Regions from separate parts of the Oncorhynchus mykiss genome. Here region 1 is linked to region 2. Evidence: chromatin contacts called from public Hi-C data. All regions are on one chromosome and are shown on one strand. Each heading gives the region's core, a stretch centred on a gene start, on an enhancer-like site or on the middle of the called end of the contact. The rest is flanking DNA. Distances are from core to core; before and after follow the strand shown. Region 1 overlaps LOC110521552 (formin-binding protein 1-like). Region 2 holds the start of LOC110521552 (formin-binding protein 1-like).

Region 1 (5,045 bases), core at 2,154-4,653, 68 kb before region 2:
TGGGAAATATGAGTCATATAGGCACAAACTAGGCCACTCCTTACCGGGACGTATTACTGCATTCCTGTCTTAATAGGTGGAGCAGAGTACTTAACATACCAGGCTCACAACAGCTGAGTGATAACATATAGACAATACAATGGGTCAAATCTGTATACGTCACTTTTCCTATTTTCCAAATCACTTTGATCCAAAGTAGAAAGATCTTAAAACCAGAAGAGCATTTTATCATCTACCTTAAAAAAATAAAAAAAAGATACATGAACTAAAAACAACAAATCACTTTTGAAATATTAAATAAAATAATCAGGCCTAAGGGGTGATGAGTCCCCTTGCCATAGAGCATGGCTATGGATACGTCGTCCTACAGACACACATGGCTTAATTCATTGATACTGAGCTCCTAGAGGGTCACGACAATAGCAGGACTGTAGAGTGTTTGTTTGTCCGTGAGCTCACACAGTGAACAAAGAGGACTTGCTGTTCGGACCAGCATTCCCCAGAGGAAGAGGGCTTATAATATGAGTCCATGCAGGTGGTCAGATCAGATGTAGGTGACTGCACCTTTGCTGTTCTTCTCCATGGCGATCTCCACGTAGGACGTGGGCACATAGCCCTCCTCTCCGCTCTGCTTCCTGGCTCGCGTCCAGCCGTCGCCCTTGTCCTCCTCGATGATGTACAGCACGTCGTCCTCCTTCATCAACAGTGTTCCCTCATTCTGACCTGGGGGTCAACAGCACAACACAGACCAGAGACATTCTGTTAGCGCACAGAGAAAGAACCACAACACAGACCAGAGACATTCTGTTAGCGCACAGAGAAAGAACCACAACACAGACCAGAGACATTCTGTTAGTGCACAAATAACCACCTTACAGGAATATCACATCACATCATTAACATGCCATATTCACATTCATGCAAATGCTAAAAACTGCTCCAGTGTTTGAGTCAATATCCAGTGTTTGAGTCAAGTTGAAATGCCCAACCCACCACACACAGTGTCACCACACAGTAAGACAGTGAAATGCACAGAGCGCACCACTGGCTCGGCTGTACTATACCATCAAAGGAGTAGAGCGCTTTGCAGTGGCCAAGGACTGGGAGGGGGTCGTCGTTGTCAAATTCATCATCAAACTCGTCTGGCTGGTGGGCCTGTCGGGGGTCTGGCTGATGGGCCTGTCGGGGGTCTGGCTGGTGAGGGGGGCTGCGGTGCTCCTGGCTGGGGTCATCTGTGTAACTGCCCTCAGGGCTGAGGAGAGGAAGAGGAGAAGAAGAGGGTGGGGCGAAGAGATGGATGAGAGAGTCAGTGCCATCTCAGCCACTCAAGCTGTAGGATTCTGCTCCAGGCAGACTGTGACCGAGCGTTCCGAGTCATTTTCCTTTAGAAAAACTATTACGACTCCACCCATGTTAAGCTTTCAAAGACACAAAGAACAAGGTGTGTCATTCTATTTATATACAGACATCTGGTAAACCTGTTAGATTGGATTTGTTCAATTTACGCTATGGCCCAGGGGAACATGTTACTTTCACTACAATAACTCTCCTATGTTACTACTATTAATACTTCTTCTAGTCTACAATCTATTACTACCACATAAACAACGTGTTTCTGTGCCCTCTGACCTCTCTCTGCCATGGGGTGTGTGATGGTTGACGTCGGCACTGGGTCTTCGATCTCCTCTGGTGCTCACCTTCCCCTCCACCTCTGACAGCCAGCTCTGTGTGTGTGAGGGAGACAGAGAGAGAGACAAAGAGAGAGACAAAGAGAGCGAGAGAAAAGGACATTAAGAGGTAGACAGTCATAACATTCATATTGCTGTTAATACCCCCACGATGGATACACTCATTCTTATCCTGGATATGCCATTGTTCAACCAGTCTTTCAATATAGTGTGATAGATGTAACCCTCGGACTCTCAAAGAACTCCTATCCTGTTCTACTCAGTGTTCTGTTGACAAAGGGAAGCCGTGCATTTAGTCATCCCCCAGAGGGGGCTAACTCGGCACAGGAAACCGTCGCCCAGTCACTATTTCTCCAGATGTACTGTGATGCCTTTCTTCCGCTCTCCTTCACCCATTCCTTCCTTCAGGGCTCTTGGCTGGGGAGGCTTACCTCATTCTTGTGGATCTCGGAGCGTAGTTTCTCCATGTTGCACATGGTCTCAGAGATCTTGGGCTGGAGGCTCTGTGGGTCGCCCATCTGAGGGTTCTTCTCATACACATCCTTCATCTTGTTCAGTGCATCTCTTCACAAACATACACGCAGTCACAATGTCATAGTAACATAAACTATTTAACAAATGACACTGACATGCCAATGAAACACTAATGAAATGTGGACAGTATAAGAGAGACACAGATCAGTGTTAAAGTAAGTCTTCCCATGGCCTACCTTTGGTCCACCTCTTTCTGTAGTTCTTTGCTGAGCTCGTCGATCCGAGCCTGCAGCCTCTTGCGTCTCTGTTCGGGAGGCAGATGGCTGAAGTCCTCCAGTGACGGAGCCTGAAATCGCATCAGGACACTATCCAGTTACAATGACACAGTCACTCGTGGTCTCTAGAGACCTTCTCACAGCAAGAACCTACGAGAACTATACTAGTAGAGACCGGAGAACGAATAGGTTGGAGAGCCTCACTCTAGAACGGCTCGTGACACTAGACCTGTCCTATAGAACTCCACAAGGTGAGACACGTACAGCTAACTACGGCAGACCAGACCTCACCTTCACTGACCACTGGGCAGGTTTGGGTTACAATAGAAGAAAAAGCAAAAGATGGAACGGTTATCAAAACATGTAGGTTGTCACGGTAACTACGAGCACAGCATCACAAGGGTGTGACTATGGAAGGAGAGTCAAGAGGTTGTCGGGGGTTACCCACAGCTGTCAAGAACAAAGATGGACAGAATCTGATGAGCCCTATTAGTGTGTCAATCTGGGTGAAGTTATACTTATGTAATCTGTTATTATATTTCAATCATTTAACTTATTGAATCTTAACACTACATAGAATGTGGGGTATCATGTATTGGAAAGGCTATCCTCCAAGGAGAATACATTGTTCAAGATATCCTTTTAATTCCACTAAAAACAAGTTGACATCTTAAAAGCCCTCTTTAGATGATGCGATGCCATTTGAAGCAGGAAGAAGGTTGTTTCCAGGAAGTCCGTCTCCATACTGCAGACAACCATGAGTCACCTCATACATTAAGGAAATCAAACTAGGTCCTTCAGCCAGAAACCAAATGGGACACACAGGGGTGACACACAATCAATGGTCTGGCACAGTAATACCACTGTGTGACATTCATTTGACTGTTTAGCCGGCATACAGTATATTGGCTGGCTCATGATGAGGTCCAGTTGACCTTCATGTCATTTCGACATACCACCGTAACCTCTCCTTATCCAAATACCACCTACAGCTACAGTATCACTTCCTACACGTCACACAACACGCTCTACAATGGCACTACTGTGATTTCAACCCACATTCCTAACTAGAGAATAACTAACTGGATCAAAACCAGAGAGACAGAAGAGAGGGGGGTGAGAAGGGAGAGGGAGAGAAAAAGAGAACGAAATAAGGAGAGAAAAAGAGACTTAAATCACTGCAAACCCAAACACACTGACATGCTCTTCATCTTACCCCTCGTTTAAGACCCCTGAAAGAGGCTATCCTGGGTTTGACCGTTCTCAGTTCAGACAGACAGAAAGCTATGGGGTCACTAGCAAATTTAGGAGCCTGACAGTGGCTGGCGGTAGCCAGGTCGGGGCGGTGGGGAGCAGGGGGAGGAGAGGAGGGGGGAGACTGGGACGACAAAAAAGGCGTGATCAACCTGAAAACTTTTAGAACTAGGAACATAATTGTAACGATGGAACATAAAGTCATGGTGTAGTGAGACAGAGGTAAAACAATTAAAAATGTGGTTATCCAACACATTGTCCCATAAAACAAATCTCAACAGGAGAAACACCAGTTAAGGAAGATCATGCAATATGAAATCTGAGAGACCTTCGGGTGAGACACCATAAGAAACCATAAGACAAGAGCAGGCAAATCAAAGTCAATATGAGCACCAACAACCCTTGTATTAGACAAGTCATTTGAAAATGGTTAGCTACTCTCACACAAACCTACAAAAAGTTATAGATTAACAGACGGTATTGCCTTTGGTAGGTCAAAGTGTAGTGATTTATGTAATGAGATAGAAAATGCTAGATTCAGGTGACTGTTATAAAAAGACAGCTACCGTAAGGTATAAACCTACCAGTGGACTCTGTTACAAGAAAAGAACAGACAAAAATCAGTGAGTGGGCACACACACACACACACACACATACACACATACATACATACATACAAGTTGTTCACTATTGAAACAACGAGTAAAGGTCTTGATAGCAGGTGATGATGAATCTCTCACCTTGGGCTTTTTCCCAAAGAGCCACAGTTTGTTCTTGGCCGCCTTGCTAATCGAGTGTTTGGGGTCTGGCTTGACCACCCCCTCGTTCTTGGGGGTGCTGATGGTGTTGTCTGAGCCCGTCCGGGAAAGGTTCTGACTGTAGTCCTCAAATGGGAAGTCCCCTGGAGGCTCAAAGCCTGACTTAAATGACTCCACTACAATCGCTGAGTCCTGACAGAGAGACAAAAAAAAGACAGTGTGAGACTAAGATATAGTGAAGAACAAACATTACAGACTGACATTTCTTTAAAATGATGTTTTCTGGGACACCATGACCTGAGTGCAGAGTACAGCTCAGCCCCGGGTGGAAACCAATGTGCAGCATGCGCTGTGTGCATAAAGAACAATCAAAGGAAAACATGGCCCACTGAGTGGGAGCAGCTCTGCTCAGCTGGCTGGATGTAGAACCAGCCAGGCTGTATGTAGGCCCGTGGGTGGGAAGGAGAGAGGAGGCTCTGCCTGCCGGGGCCAGCCAGCAACACAAACACTGGAGGAGACAGAGGCTGGAGACTAGGCAGAGGCTGACTGATACACCACAGCTAGCATGCTAGCAGATGCCCATAGACTTCTAGTCA
Region 2 (5,024 bases), core at 1,087-3,586:
CGTGACAGAGTCTGGAGACGCCGTGGAGAACGTTCTGCTGCCTGCAACATCCTCCAGCATGACCGGTTTGGCGGTGGATCAGTCATGGTGTGGGGTGGCATTTCTTTGGGGGGCCGCACAGCCCGCCATGTGCTCGCCAGAGGTAGCCTGACTGCCATTAGGTACCGAGATGAGATCCTCAGACCCCTTGTGAGACCATATGCTGGTGCGGTTGGCCCTGGGTTCCTCCTAATGCAAGACAAGGCTAGACCTCATGTGGCTGGAGTGTGTCAGCAGTTCCTGCAAGAGGAAGGCATTGATGCTATGGACTGGCCCGCCCGTTCCCCAGACCTGAATCCAATTGAGCACATCTGGGACATCATGTCTCGCTCCATCCACCACCACAGACTGTCCAGGAGTTGGCGGATGCTTTAGACCAGGTCTGGGAGGAGATCCCTCAGGAGACCATCCGCCACCTCATCAGGAGCATGCCCAGGCGTTGTAGAGAGGTCATACAGGCACGTGGAGGCCACACACACTACTGAGCCTCATTTTGACTTGTTTTAAGGACATTACATCAAAGTTGGATCAGCCTGTAGTGTGGTTTTCCACTTTAATTTTGAGTGTGACTCCAAATCCAGACCTCCATGGGTTGATAAATTTGATTTCCATTGATAATTTGTGTGATTTTGTTGTCAGCACATTCAACTATGTAAAGAAAAAAGTATTTAATAAGAATATTTCATTCAGATCTAGGATGTGTTATTTTAGTGTTCCCTTTATTTTTATGAGCAGTGTACATACTTTAGTCTTTTCAGGGCACCGACATGCTTTTGAGAGTTAATTTAGCAGTAACTGAATCATTCAAGGAAACATAGTAAATGTACATTTTATCAACAAAACAGGTTCAAAGGTTAATCATACTGAAGTGAACCCATATAAGCCACATCAGTCACATGTTGAATAACTCTTCAATATATTGTTCTCTTCCCTCAAACTACATAACAGTGCAGTTCTCTCTATCAATGTTAGAGATGAATGTAATTGGTATGAAACAGGCTCATCACTTCTTTGACTAGCTATCATGTTGGCAGCGACACTGCAGTCTTCGCAACTATCCATATTAGAATGATTAGGGGGAGAAGCTGCCCCATTAGGTAGGATACTGGGGGTGACCAAACGTTTTATGGGCAACACCCATGTAACTGGAATACATGTCAAAGGAGTTCAATGTCCCTGGTGAGGAATATTTCGATAGGTGCAGATTATTTTCTCACTAACCAAATAACGTGGAACAGATTTTTGCTGCAGTAACATGGTAGCTAGATATAGTCACAAAAATAATTTGGACGATAAACCGCTTGGGCAAGCCGGGTGATGTAGCCAGGGGCCTGGCTGTCAGAGGGCAAGCCAGACAGAACATGACAAAGACCGTACCTGGAATAAGCCCCCCCACGTCTGTTCAATGGGTGAGTCGTTTTTTGTTATATTTGGGAGAAGAAAAATGCTTGATTTCCTCAAGTCTACTATTGTTTAACTATTTGACTTGCGCAATCTCATTGCAAACTGGGAACAATGCTGGTCAAGCAGCTTGAGGAGTCACTCAGACCCAGCCATAAATAAACACTCGAGCTTTAAAACCAAGTTAAACGAAATGTGTAAGTGCATTGTTTCATGCTGGTAGCCATCAGATCCATAAAAGCATCGAGAGAAAAATAGTACAGGTGGTTACTTGCGTTATACCCTCCTGTCTCCACCTTTTTGGGGGGATAGCTAACGTTAGCTAGCTTGCTAGTCTATGTGTGAACTAAGAGGGTGTGATGACTCCCTTTTCAAAAATAAAACAATAACTGATCAATCAAGCCCCTGTTAGAGACAGTGTTATGATAACAAGTCCTAGACAAAGATACGCAAATTATCCCCTATGCCTGGCGGACATTTCTACACGTCTTGCCTATTGTTTACCGTCTGTAGTACTATGGTAAAGGTGCATGCCAGGCTTAGCTGGCTAGCAGCTTACACAATGCTAAGGTAACCGAGCACCTTCATCGAATTCGTGCTAAATTTTGGCAAGCGTGTTATCAACACAAGAACAAAGAAGAGAGCAACATGGTTTATACCAATAGCAAACTTACCCAAAGCTCCGTTCCCCAAGTCATTGTGGACTCCCCTGGTTGCTAAACCCCCAGATTGTCAGTGTATTCCCAGCTCAAAACTCGCCAATGTTGCGTTTCCAATCGTCTGCTGTCGTCTGTGGTATACACTCCTTGCTCACATCCTGAGGAGCTGTCTAAATTCAGCTCTAGCGAAGGAAGTTGGGATCTAGGATTCAGAGAACCGGGAGGTTCAGGTTCGCCAATAAAATGTTAAATGTATGCATGCTATTCCTTATTATTTAGTCATCAACAAAATAGTTATATAACTTTAATTCAACACATAAAATAATTAAATTAGCTATACTAGAACTATGCTGATGACATGATCCTCTGCACAGTATTTTTTAAATTCCAAAAATTTGGTGGGAAGAGCAAGACTTTCTGAATAAATTGTATCATCAATTCATTAATTTTGTTGAAATATTCATATTAGCTGCTATCGACCACAATCACTTTGATGATTTTGTTAGAATAATTTGGCCTCAAAAGTTATCCACAATAAGTAATTAACCTTTCATTTATTTAACTCTTACTGTTGAATATAATGAATTTATAAATATACATTTAGTGGGCAATGTCAGGGGACTAATGTCACCTTTTTTATGATTTGCACCGACGGCTATAAACTCTGCGATTGAAAAACAAGCTTAATCTGTTTTATTGATTAGTAAATGGCGCCATTTAGTGGTATGTATGGAGTATAGGCCAATCAGATAGGCGCATTAAGGGATCCTTTTTGTTTCTGTCAAGACGTTAATCGTGTAACACCTATACGCGGGGTTATTTTGAAACACGTCTAATATATTTTACGCAGCTAAATAGTCATGTAAAGTTGCCTAAGTAGCTACTTTTCTGCACACAGTCCAAATTATTTGTGATATTGCTGATATTATGTCTGTCTACTGTAAATATCAGTAGTTGGTTTTATATTCACACTTTCGGACATTCAACAGACATTCACAGAACAGCGCAAACTGGCTCTAACCAGAATAGAAAGAAGAGTGGGAGGCCCCGGGGCACAACTGAGCAAGAGGACAAGTACATTAGAGTGTCTTGTTTGAGAAACAGAGGCCTCACAAGTCCTCAACTGGCAGCTTCATTGAATAGTACCCGCAAAATAACAGTCTCAATGTCAACAGTGAAGAGTCGACTCCGGGATGCTGGCCTTCTAGGCAGAGTTCCTCTGTCCAGTGTCTGTGTTCAATTGCACCTCTAAATCTTTTATTTTTATTGGCCAGTTTGAGATATGGCTTTTTCTTTGCAACTCTGCCTAGAAGGCCAGCATCTCGGAGTCGCCTCTTCACTGTTGATGTTGAGACTGGTGTTTTGCGGGTAATATTTAATGAAGCTGCCAGGTGAGGACTTGTGAAGTGTCTGTTTCTCAAACGAGACACTCTAATGTACTTGTCCTCTTGCTCAGTTGTGCACCGTGGCCTCCCACTCCTCTTTCTATTCTGGTTAGGGCCAGTTTGTGCTGTCTGTGAAGGGAGTAGCACACAGCGTTGTACGAGATCTTCAGTTTCTTGGCAATTTCTTGCATAGAATAGCCTTCATTTCTCAGAACAAGAATAGACTGACGAGTTTCAGAAGAAAGTTATTTGTTTCTGGCCATTTTGAGCCTGTAATCGAACCCACAAATGCCGATGCTCTAGGTTCTCAACTAGTCCAGTTTTATAGCTTTTTTAATCAGGACAACAGTTCTCAGCTATGCTAACATAATTGCAAAAGGGTTTTCTAATGATCTATTAGCCTTTTAAAATGATCAACTTGGATTAGCTAACACAATGTGCCATTGGAACACAGTAGTGATGGTTGCTGATAATGGGCCTCTGTACGCCTATGTAGATATTCCATTAGAAAACAGCCATTTCCAGCTACAATAGTCATTTACAACATTAACAGTGTCTACTCTGTATTTCTGATCAATTTGATGTTATTTTAATGGACCAAAAAAATTGCTTTTCTTTCAAAAACAAGGACATTTCTAAGTGACCCCAAACTTTCGAACAGTGGTGTACGTACAGTATATAGGGTATATATATATATTTCCATGGGTATTGAAAGATACCAGAGGGTGGATAACAAAAAAAGCATTAATATAAGAAGTAGATGGTACATGTTTGGTTTTTGGGCTAAATGCATACACTATGATTTGCCTCTGAACTGTATATGAACCCCTCTGTATTCTACTGGCACTAACCATTAAAAACTTGGATTTGAACCAGGCTGTCCCTATGCTATTTGCTCTCTTTCTCATTTAAACTGCTAGCACAAAGCCTACGTGAAAATCATGAAAAAATATATAAACTGGCCCAAATCTGCTCTACATAATTCAGCAGGGAGGTGTGCAACAACCACACATTATACCCATTATTTATTATTATTCACCGTTATTTAACTAGGCAAGTCAGTTAAGAACAAATTCTTATTTTCAATGACGGCTTAGGAACAGTGGGTTAACTGCCTGTTTAGGGGCAGAACGACAGATTTGTACCTTGTCAGCTCGGGGATTTGAACTTGCAACCTTCCGGTTACTAGTCCAACGCTCTAATTATACCAGTGTAGAAACTATGCCACCTACATAGGTATTACCAAATCCCTTTCAATTCACATTCCTTACAGAAATAACTATTTCCAAACCTTTTAAAACATTCAGAAAGACAGTGGTCTTAGAGTGGTATTTATACTTTAAAATACATGTTTTATGTGAATGAATATGGATGAAAGAATTCTGCCAGTGTTTTAATGTCTTACTTTCATATTTTTGTCTTTACCTTCAACTCTATATATCCAAGTGAGCCTACCCATTGATCAAACGTATAACAGACAGACAATGCTCAAAGGAGTTGTTTGTGATGTCTACACTCAGTTGCCACTTTATTAGGTTCA

The links. A called contact is a pair of places that touch in the nucleus more often than the background predicts.
Region 1: a Hi-C map of liver shows a contact between it and region 2, with 7 times the contacts expected there. The contact joins the enhancer-like site here to the promoter of LOC110521552 in region 2. A contact is called at or near these places in 3 of 3 Hi-C or Micro-C datasets (blood and liver).

Annotation. Positions count from the first base shown.
Region 1 is chr30:22,005,544-22,010,588 of USDA_OmykA_1.1, reverse strand. LOC110521552 (formin-binding protein 1-like) reads right to left here. Exons shown (of 16, transcript XM_021599169.2): 9 at 4,432-4,641; 10 at 3,654-3,815; 11 at 2,729-2,740; 12 at 2,399-2,508; 13 at 2,120-2,252; 14 at 1,630-1,724; 15 at 1,065-1,252; 16 at 1-723. The coding sequence ends at 545. LOC110521551 (breast cancer anti-estrogen resistance protein 3) reads left to right here. Exons shown (of 15, transcript XR_002473166.2): 15 at 1-246. Among protein-coding and RNA genes, the nearest start is that of LOC110521552, 69 kb to the right of the region's middle. Within about 2 kb of position 3,403, at least 1 of the 11 cell types and tissues checked has an H3K27ac peak or open chromatin away from gene starts, as enhancers often do. A contact at or near this core is called in liver, where this site is marked.
Region 2 is chr30:21,936,395-21,941,418 of USDA_OmykA_1.1, reverse strand. It overlaps LOC110521552 (formin-binding protein 1-like), which reads right to left and starts at 2,336. Exons shown (of 16, transcript XM_021599169.2): 1 at 2,115-2,336. The coding sequence starts at 2,138.